2 separate regions of the Rattus norvegicus genome follow, and region 2 is linked to region 1. The links are chromatin contacts, called in public Hi-C maps. All regions are on one chromosome and are shown on one strand. The core of a region is the stretch at or near the end of the contact, and the rest is flanking DNA. Distances in the headings are between cores, read along the strand shown. Region 1 overlaps Nmnat3 (nicotinamide nucleotide adenylyltransferase 3). Region 2 holds the start of Rbp1 (retinol binding protein 1).

What was found. Hi-C and Micro-C count contacts between places; a contact is called where the count stands out from the background.
Region 2: a Hi-C map of liver shows a contact between it and region 1, with 2.5 times the contacts expected there. The contact joins the promoter of Rbp1 here to the enhancer-like site in region 1. A contact is called at or near these places in 2 of 12 Hi-C or Micro-C datasets (both in liver).

What each region holds. Positions count from the first base shown.
Region 1 is chr8:107,847,280-107,851,918 of GRCr8, reverse strand. All of the region lies in intron 2 of Nmnat3 (nicotinamide nucleotide adenylyltransferase 3), which reads right to left. Among named protein-coding and RNA genes, the nearest start is that of Rbp1, 55 kb to the left of the region's middle. Within about 2 kb of position 2,803, at least 11 of the 93 cell types and tissues checked have an H3K27ac peak or open chromatin away from gene starts, as enhancers often do. A contact at or near this core is called in liver, where this site is marked.
Region 2 is chr8:107,902,492-107,907,130 of GRCr8, reverse strand. It overlaps Rbp1 (retinol binding protein 1), which reads right to left and starts at 2,542. Exons shown (of 4, transcript NM_012733.5): 1 at 2,375-2,542; 2 at 1,813-1,991. The coding sequence starts at 2,447.

The sequences.
Region 1 (4,639 bases), core at 1,554-4,053:
GAGTATAAAAAAAAACCTCACCTGAGTAGGTACCGGATATTATGGAATGACTTGTAAGTATGTATTGAGATGACGATTTAGGTTTCATAAAAATATATTGTCTTGGTAATGCGATCCCTGAATAGGGATCTTTATAGGAAACTGTCCTTTAATACTCAGGGTAAATGCTACCAGGCTTTGCTGAATTATCCTTTTATTAGCAATTTGATAACCTTCTACTTTATATGGGTATTTTGTATCTATGATGATGCTGTTAAACACTAACTGTAATGCACAATAGCCTTATCCAATTTTCTCTGTGCTAGCAAATGGCTATGGTAGACTGACTCATTGGCCCCTACTCCTCGAGGCCCCATTACATTCACTACACAGAGATGGATGCTCCTCTCCACCCTTTGACTTTGGGGTGATGTAAAACCTGCCTGCTCAGTAGCTATCTTACGCCTCAGCGGTTTCCATCAGAGGAACAGAAAGGCTGCCAGCACCCTTCCCATTTTTGTCTCCACATTGTGCCACTGACCCACAGATCTGTGGTCAAGAAACTAACTACAAGCCTGGTGTCATGTGCAGGCCTGTGACTCTAGCATCTGGAGGCTGAGGCAGGAGGATCACAAGTTTGAGGCCTGGGTTCCAAAACAAGACAGTGTCTCAAAAATTTTTTTTTAAAAAATACACTGTTTGTTCTGTCATGGCACTGAGAACTTGTGGTTCAGGTGCAACTAATGCTCTCTCTATCTAGTAATGGAAGGTGTGGCAAGACTGCTTAATACCACCATAACGGGTGTGGTGGGCTTCTCCTTCCTGACCCAGTGGGCATGGCACGGGAGGGAACTGTGGCACCTGCCTGGGCCAAATACTCCCACATCACCTCCTGAATGCACATTTTATGAGGACCTGGCCATTCCTCCATGTGACTATGCTACAACGTGACAGCAGTGACACTGTTGGTGACTGGGCACTTCCGTTTTAGAGTCTGGGGACACTTTGTCTTTGTGATATAGATACCATGATGTAGAATCCTGAACTAGCCTACTCGGGAGAGCCGAGTGGCCACATGTCCATGGTGTGGTCTCCACACTCGGCATTCATATCTGTCAGACAAGAATGAAAGCTCTGTCTGGGCTGAGAAATGGACCAAGAGACAAGTACGACCATTGTGCGCTGTCCAAACTCCTGAGTCACTGAACATTACAAAATGGTCAATTTGGGCCACCGAGTCTGGTGTGGTGCTTCATAGAGTAGCTGTGCTGACTGGTTGTATACCAACTGGACACTGGGGCAGAGGTAGCCTCAGTTGAGAAAACGCCTCTGGAGGATCTGGGTGTAGGGCATTACCGTAAAAATACAGGATATATACTAGAACGCGAGCCCGTCTCTGCTTTTCTGATGCACTGTGCTGATAAAGGGGATGACGTCTGGGCAAGGGGTAGCTAAGCTTGCCGGGGCTAAGAAGGACTTGCTACTGCTGGTCTGTCAGAATGGGGTCCTTTCACGGTGCTACTTTGGGGGGAATGTGATAGAGGAAAGGCCTCTTTGGAACTGACCTGAAAAATGTGACCATCTTTGCCAGCGAGGCTGGGCTTTAATAAAACATTATTGCTACTTAAAACACTGGCAGCCTCACAAACCAGGGAGCAGAGACTTAATGGCATTCCAAACTAAAGACCGCATTATTTCCACGGAGAATGCCTTGGCGCGCTTATCAGCATTTTATTAAGATGCACCACACCAGTCTTAATCAAAACTGCACATATCAAAACAATTGAGATAAAGGGTGGACAATGTCAGGGTGTGGCTGGCTGGGAGCTCTGCAATCCCTTTTCTGTTTCACAGGTTTAGTTCTGTGCTCAGTAGGAACAGAGAAAGAAGAGGTCCCTGAGCTCTGGACAACTGGCCCTGCCCACACCGGCTCTCTCTTCTCCCTCATTTCTCTTTCTTTGGCTGTACTGGTCGAAAGCATCCTGGAAACAAGGCCTTGAAAGGGAAATATCTAAGACATATCAACAGTAACTGTTGCAGATGCTTTGGGGAGTTGAGGAAACATTGGAAGAGAGCTGGAGGATAGCAGGTTCTTTTAAAAAAAAACCCAGGATTTCAACCAAAGGGATAAGCCTGCTTTTAAAAGGAGATTATTGTGATTAAACCTAGCTTCCAAGAGGCCCGGAAAGCATGCTCTCTCTACCTGAGGATGCTGAAGCTATGGGGCCACTGAGTACTCTTTAAAAAATTTTTCCTTATCAGATTCCAAGCACATTTAACACTCTTTGTATTTTTTTTTTCTTCAGCCAGAGAGTCTTTATCCCTTTGCAGCCTGGTGCTCTTGCAAATCAGCAGTTCTCATTCCTTTCCGAGGCCAGGCGTACCTGGGCTGTGGAGGCCTGGGGTACAGGAAAAAGCAGATCCAGGTAGCCTCCAGCCCTAAAGTGGAGTCTGCAGCTTCAGGTGTGTGCAGTGCCCTCCCTCCTCGGTGCCCTCGGTGCTCACAGCTCTCCCATCTGCTCTTGATCTCTCTTTGTCTGTGCAGTGTCTTCCTTTCAACAAGCAAACCTCTTCCCACACACTCTAAAGCCCTCCAGAACCTTTCTATGCAGAGCGCACCAGTGGGTGGTTTCTTTTTCATTCACTGCCAAATGTCCTGCTTTCTTTGTGTGCACCTTTGTAACGATCTGGGAGAGTAAACAAGAAAGCAGCCATATTTCCTGGGGTCTAAACTTTTCTTCCCCGCCTGTCTACAAGGGATTAAGACTTAAAAAAAAAGTATGTTGTTATTTGGCCTGTGTGCTCACGCCAGGGCACTGGTATTGAGGTCAGAGGATAAAGCTCACGAGTCCATTCTCTCCTCTAATTCTCTTCCGGGAATTAAACTCTGGTCATCAAGTTTGGTGGCAGGCACCTTTACCTGCTGAGCCATCTCTTTAGCCCTTTTAATATATATTTTTCTTTTCCATAGAGAGGATTTTTGGTCTGCTCTTCATACCCACCTCTGCAATCGTTTACAGGCACTTGGCATTGGCTGGATGACAGTGCTTCTGCTTGTATGAGTTGTTACAAAGCCCCTGGTGGTGGTGGCTGCTTGCACGGGTCCGATATGTGCACAGGCTATTAGAACCTATTCATTTGCATGGATGCCTTTGTGTGTGCGAGCTCCCCCTCCCATCTCTCCCCCTGTTGTGTACATCTCTGTCTGATAAACCTAGTGTTTGTCTTTTAAGAATGCCACAAACGCCCAGCAGTTCTGTTGCTCTACCCAGACAAGACACTGATGGCCTTGAGCTCCAGGGGCTCACATGCTCCCAGAGGCTCTCAAATCCAGAGGCCTTGAGAACCAGTAGCCTATGGCTCCAAGCTTCTAAAGCCGGAGGCTCATTGTTCTAGGGGCTCAAGGTAGATGTCAGGACACCCAGCCGCCAAAATTACAGCCCTAGAGCTTTGACTGGGACCTTTGACATCCGTCAGCTCTCTTGAATTCATCCAGGTACCAGCGCTTGAAGCCCTTATAGCATTGCCTTGGGAGAGCCCATCCTTTTCCACAATTTCAGTCTCTCTAGTGTCTTGCATTTGCTATCCATTGTAGCCTTAGTGTCTTCCAGATCCTGCTGTGGGTTGGGAGCTCTTTGGCTGCCTTAGTGCTATAGTGTGGAGCTTCGAGTATCACGGTTCTAACCTGTGGGAGCTCTCTACAGCACTAGGCTTTGGATAACGGGGCCCGTACTTCTAAGCACCTCTAGGTTGACAGCTTAAGGGAAAGTCCTACCAGTTGTCATTCCAGGGGCCATATGGCTACTCCCCCAGTCCTGTTTACTTGACAAAAAAAATAAAGGGTGCTTATAGTAAAGGTTTAGAAAAATGTGTGTGTGTGTGTGTGTGTGTGTGTGTGTGTGTGTGTGTGTGTTAGCAGTATTTAACAGTGCCAAACTCCTAGGTAAACACAAGAGGTAGGAGTTAGGTCTTTCTGTATCAAAAGTGGATCTCTCTAAATTAGTTTCATTTACTTACTTATTTTGAGATGCGTCTCATGTAGTCCAGGCTGGCTTTGATTTTACTATTTAGCCTGCACTGGGGTTCAAACTTCCTGTCTTCCTGTCTCTACCCACTATGTGCTGGGAATATAGGTGCGTGCCAGTGGTTTTTTAAGCACTTAGAAAATTCGAGGCTCTTGTGGCTTCTCAGAAGCTGACTACCCTCTTCTTCTTGGGGGCCTCGGGTCTGGAAAGCCGGTGTGAAGGTTCTGTAGGGACGGGCTGCCAGCAGGCACTTCTGACTAGGTGTATGGCCCTTCATCTTACTGGGAAGTAGGTCAAATCTGCCTTGAATGCCTCTGTTTGATGGAACCCATGCAAAGCGGCTCTTCTCCTTACAACCAGATAACCCGGCAGGTGAGGAATCTGCCATTTCATCTGTTCCCAACGGTCAGACTTCCTACAAAACTCAGGAAATTATGTCACCGGAATCCCTTCCTTCACTTATACAACGAGATTAAATGATACCACACCTTTCAAAAGCCTTGGTGTAGCAATCAAATGCATTAGGATAGGGAACAGAAACCAGGCTGTGGGCAGACACGGTGGGTGGCACACAGGAAATACCACTGAATCTCAAAATTTTAACCCCGCCTCCTTTTCTCACCACAAGCACTATT
Region 2 (4,639 bases), core at 1,293-3,792, 55 kb before region 1:
AAGTTGGCGAATGACATGTAAACTATGACATCACCAGGCACACGGTAGACCCTTTGGTGAACACTCACTCATATTACCAGGTGGTCAGTAACAACAATCAATCAAGTACAAGCCAGCATATTCAGAATTGCAGTGATCCCCAATAAAGGCACATCTGCTGTGAATTCCATGTAGTGGACCGGAAGCAGTCTAGGACAATGGAGAGAAGGCAGTTCCTGTCTGAAGGTGTCCTTTCTGACTGTAAGCGTTTGGTGCCTGGAGACTTTCGAGCAGCGGTTCTCAACCTTCCCAGAGCTGTGACCCTCTAATACATGTGGTGTGCTGGTGAGCCCCAACCATAAAGTTATTTGTGTTGATACTTCATAACTACAGTTTTGCTGCTGTTATAAGTCGTAATGTAAATATGCAATGTAAAAATGCAGGATATCAGATATGTGATCCCCCAAAGGGGTTGGTTGAGAATCACTGCGTTGGAGTACAGCATTGTTCTAGAACAGTCGTTTTCTCCCTCCCAAGGCCTCTCCAAATACACTGCTTACTGCCTACTCTTTTCCCATCGTTCCCAATGGCAGGCTCAGATACTGGCTGATAGTTTCCCAAAGAATAAAGCAGGTAAGACTGAGTGGTCCTCCTGGTGATCCTTAACCCTCTTCAGCCACCGTCCTCGAGAATTTAGCCCTACTGTTTCTGAAAGGACAACCACAGAGGAACCTGGTGGGGTGTGGCCTTCAACATAAGAAGGTTAAAATCCCTACTTCTGCAGTTTTCTTCCCCCTAGCTACTGGCTTACTATGGGGTTCCCAATAGCCCCTTCACTGGCTGTGGTGGGACATGACACAGTGCAGGGTCTATACATTTATATCCGAAAAATGCCCTTGGCAAGCTCCCCCTTCCTACAAAGCAAGGCATCGCCTGGAAACAAGCACAAGCCAGGGCTGGACCTAAGACCATGCAAGAGACACTGCTGGAAGCAGGCACAAGCCAGGGCTGGACCTAAGACCATGCAAGAGACACTGCTGGAAGCAGGCACAAGCCAGGGCTAGACCCAAGACCATGCAAGAGACAATGAGGGTATCCTGGCCTCCCAGGAATGTCAGAATGCTGACGGAGGCCTGAGGCTGACCAGAGTCTGCTGTGGTACCGCTAATTGGGGTCTTCGGGTCACTAGTTTCCCACTCTCAGAGGGGCTGGGGCCTCCTTTATCCCTACTGCTTCTTCCTCTGACCCTGGATGCTGCTTACAGTTCTATAGGGTTAGGAACTGGGTGAGAGGTTGAAAGGAAGCGCAGGGCTCAGTGGGTATCAGTGTGAACCAGGGTCAAATCCCAGCTTTGCAGCTGCAGGCCAGGGGACTTCCAGCAGAGGCAAAGGTGTCCCTGCTCCCTTCAGAGACCTTGCACTAGATCACTTGGGTAAAATAACACTGCAGAGGGCTCCCTGTGCCTTCTCTCTTCCTGCTCTCCACCAAAGAGGTCAAGAATTCCAGGCCCCTCCCCACCACTCTATCCATTGATTACGTTGATTTTATCTTTAAAATGAACAAGCTCCTATCTCCTCACAGTTAGGGTGAGCCTCGGTGAGGCCATGTGTGTCTGAGCACTTGGCAGGGTTGGAGCCTTCACAGCTGACCAAACAATCGATTCTGTCCGGCCACCAACACTTGAAGGGTGGGTTTAGCCTACCCTGGGACTCTGGGGCCTGGAGGGAAGATCCAGTGTTTCCCAATACCGGATCTTTTCTCCCTCCAATGAGCTAACCCAGCTCTAGGATAGAACCAGAGGGCAGGAGACACCAAGGGCTCCAAGGGTCTCACCATGCACTTGCGGTCATCTATGCCTGTCAGATCCTCCTCGAACTCCTTCCCAACTTGGAAGTCCATGATATAGTTTCGAAAAGTGCTCAGCGTGCGGATGATCATGTGGTCGCCATCCTGCACGATCTCTTTGTCCGGCTTCAGCAAGTTGGCGATTTTTCGCAAGGCCACGTTGACATCTACAAGGGGTGCAGAGAGAGCAGCGGCAGAGTTGTCAAGAAAACTCAGAGAAGAAAGGATCCCCTAGGTAGCGGGCTTCCCAGGTAGCGGAACAAGGTTGAGATTCCAGCTCACTTAGAGGGCCATCCGTGTCTTGCCCTCTTTAGAAAACAAAGTTTTGTTCTGTTTTGTTTTTCTTTGCTAGACCTTTAAAAACAAACTAGCAAAGCTGACCCAGCTCTAGTGATTGAATTATCTACCTCTGGGGATAGCTATCTGACTCTTGCCACCAATTAATCCTAACAGCTAGGGCCCTCTAGTTGGCAGCAGCCAGCAGCGCTCTGGTCTGGGTGGCAGGGTCTGCGGGGAGCCCGGGGTTGTGCACCGCGCGGGTCACGCTTACCGAGCGCACGCAGGTACTCCTCGAAATTCTCGTTGCTCAGCATCTTCCAGTACCCGTTGAAGTCCACAGGCATTTTGGGGACAGACTGGGGATCGCCCGACACGGAGAAGGCGGGAGCGGCTGTGGGCTCCGCTGGGACTGTGGCTGCCAATGCGCTCCGGGTGAAGGGCGGCCCGGAAATGGGCGCCCTCCGGGGACACGGGGCTCCGTGGGGCGGCGACTGCTGGATTCGGAGAGTGCACAAAGCCCGCAGGAGGGTCCATTGTAGCGATCCCTCCTCCCAGTGTGAGAGGGCGGGGCGGGAATAGGGGCGGGGCTGGGGGCGGGGCCAGGTTTGTCCCTGCTGTGGGCCACCTTCAGTTCAGACCTTCCATTCGTTCTTTTCACCTCCCCAGCCTAGAAAGAAGAGGTGTGGAAAGGCAAGGGTTGCTCTTGGTCCTAGTTTCTGTGTACCCCTCCCCACTTCCCTAGGGACTCCTTCAAACACCTGAAATTCTCACCCCCAGGCCTCCTGAGTGTTGAAAACACATCTCCTTCAGGTTTGCTAGCGTTATTAAGGAAGAGGCCATTTACTGGCCTTTGTCTCAAGCTCTGTGTCAGTGGTCTGGCCAGTTCCTAAAAAGCTGATCTGTTTAACTCTGGGGACGAAGAGCAGAGCAACTGCCCACAGCTCTCCCAGGAAATAAAGCAAAGTTGGTGGTCCTAAATGTGCACTGGACAGGAAAACGCTCCAGGTGAACCCATGCACGGAGGTCAGAGACCCAAGGCCTTCTGCTCACGTGGACGGACACTCTTCTGTGGGATAGTGTGTTTTTGTCTTCTTCCAGGGAAGGACAGCACAGACCTTTCCTCGATTCTGCACGTTGTTTTTTTTTTAGTTAATATATTCTGGGCCCTTTCCATACCTGTGCACTGAACGACGCCTCATTGTTTCTGTAGACTTCCATTACTATCTTCAGTGCCTATTTGCCTGGGTCGGAATGGGGTGGGGGTAGGGGTGGGCGTGTTCTGTGGCTTCTGATCCTCTGCTGCCATTGGCAACGGTAGCAGTGAAGACCTTTATCTCATCTCACCTGCTACCTGTGTGCTACAAAGAGATGACAGTGTCTGACTTTTTGACCTACTAAAGACTAAATATTTCTTTAAAAAAAATTTTTTTAGCACAGATCAGCACCTGGGAGCCTGTGGAATGAGGTATGGTATGCTTTCTTCTTGGCGAAGAAGAACTATGCCTCCCCCATTCCTCAGAGTATTTGGCTAAACGAGGAAAGGGCACCATCCCATCCCCTCAGGGTAGGGCAAGTGTCCTCTGGGAGAAAGGTTGGAATTTTAGCCCTCCTCGCTCACTCAGGGACTCCCTTGCTGAACACCAGGGGCTCTCAGCCTCAGCACTATTGAAACGAATCTGTTAAGATTTTCAGTAGCACTGCTGGTCCCAGCTCCCTAAAGTTCTGCAAAAATGTCTCCAGATGTTGTCAAGTTCTGAGGTTAGAGAAAAAAATCACCCTGAGTGAGGGCCACAGCTGTATCCCCATCACAGCCTTGGGCTCCATTTGCCCTTTGTTTGCTCTGGCTTGTTTAGGCTGTGGGTTGTTGTCTAGATCCTGGCCCTACGTCCCCTCCCCAGTTAGTGCAGAACTCAGGTCGAGACTGCCTGTCCCAGCCACATCTAAGGTAAAGGTATAAGAAGTCTTCTGCCACTCATGGGCATAGGTCCCGCTTTGGCCCAGATTGTCTAGTCCAAGACGTTGTGTGAGCGGCAGCTGAGGCACACAGCTTCCTTGTCATCCTGACTCACTGGAATGGAGGGTTGGGTAGAGGTTTGAATGCTGAGTAAATGGTTCCTCAGCCACCCCCAACGAGTCTAAAGTCTTTCCCGGCGCCCTCCCCAGCTACTTCCCTTTGTGCCCTGAGATGAGTCTCCTGGGATGGTTTATGCCAAAGCCTAGTGCAGTGCTTGACACATAGTAGGGACAGTGAGCCCTAGTCTGTTGCTGAACTTAGAGCGGCTCCTAATGTTCCAGACAGAGGCTGCTCCAGATCTCCGCTATTCATCAGGGAGGACACAGATCTGGCCACTCCTCCTTTCACTGGCCATTTTCACCATCACCTGGTCCCTTGACCTTTACTCTGAGCTTGTTTGCTGAGCACACAGCACATTAGCCAGTTAGTTTACTGTCTCTGTCTTTGTCTAGTGCTCTAAATAGGTCCAAAAGCTCTTGCTCTCCTAGGAGGCTTTCTGTAGTAAACAGGGCAGCAGTGGTG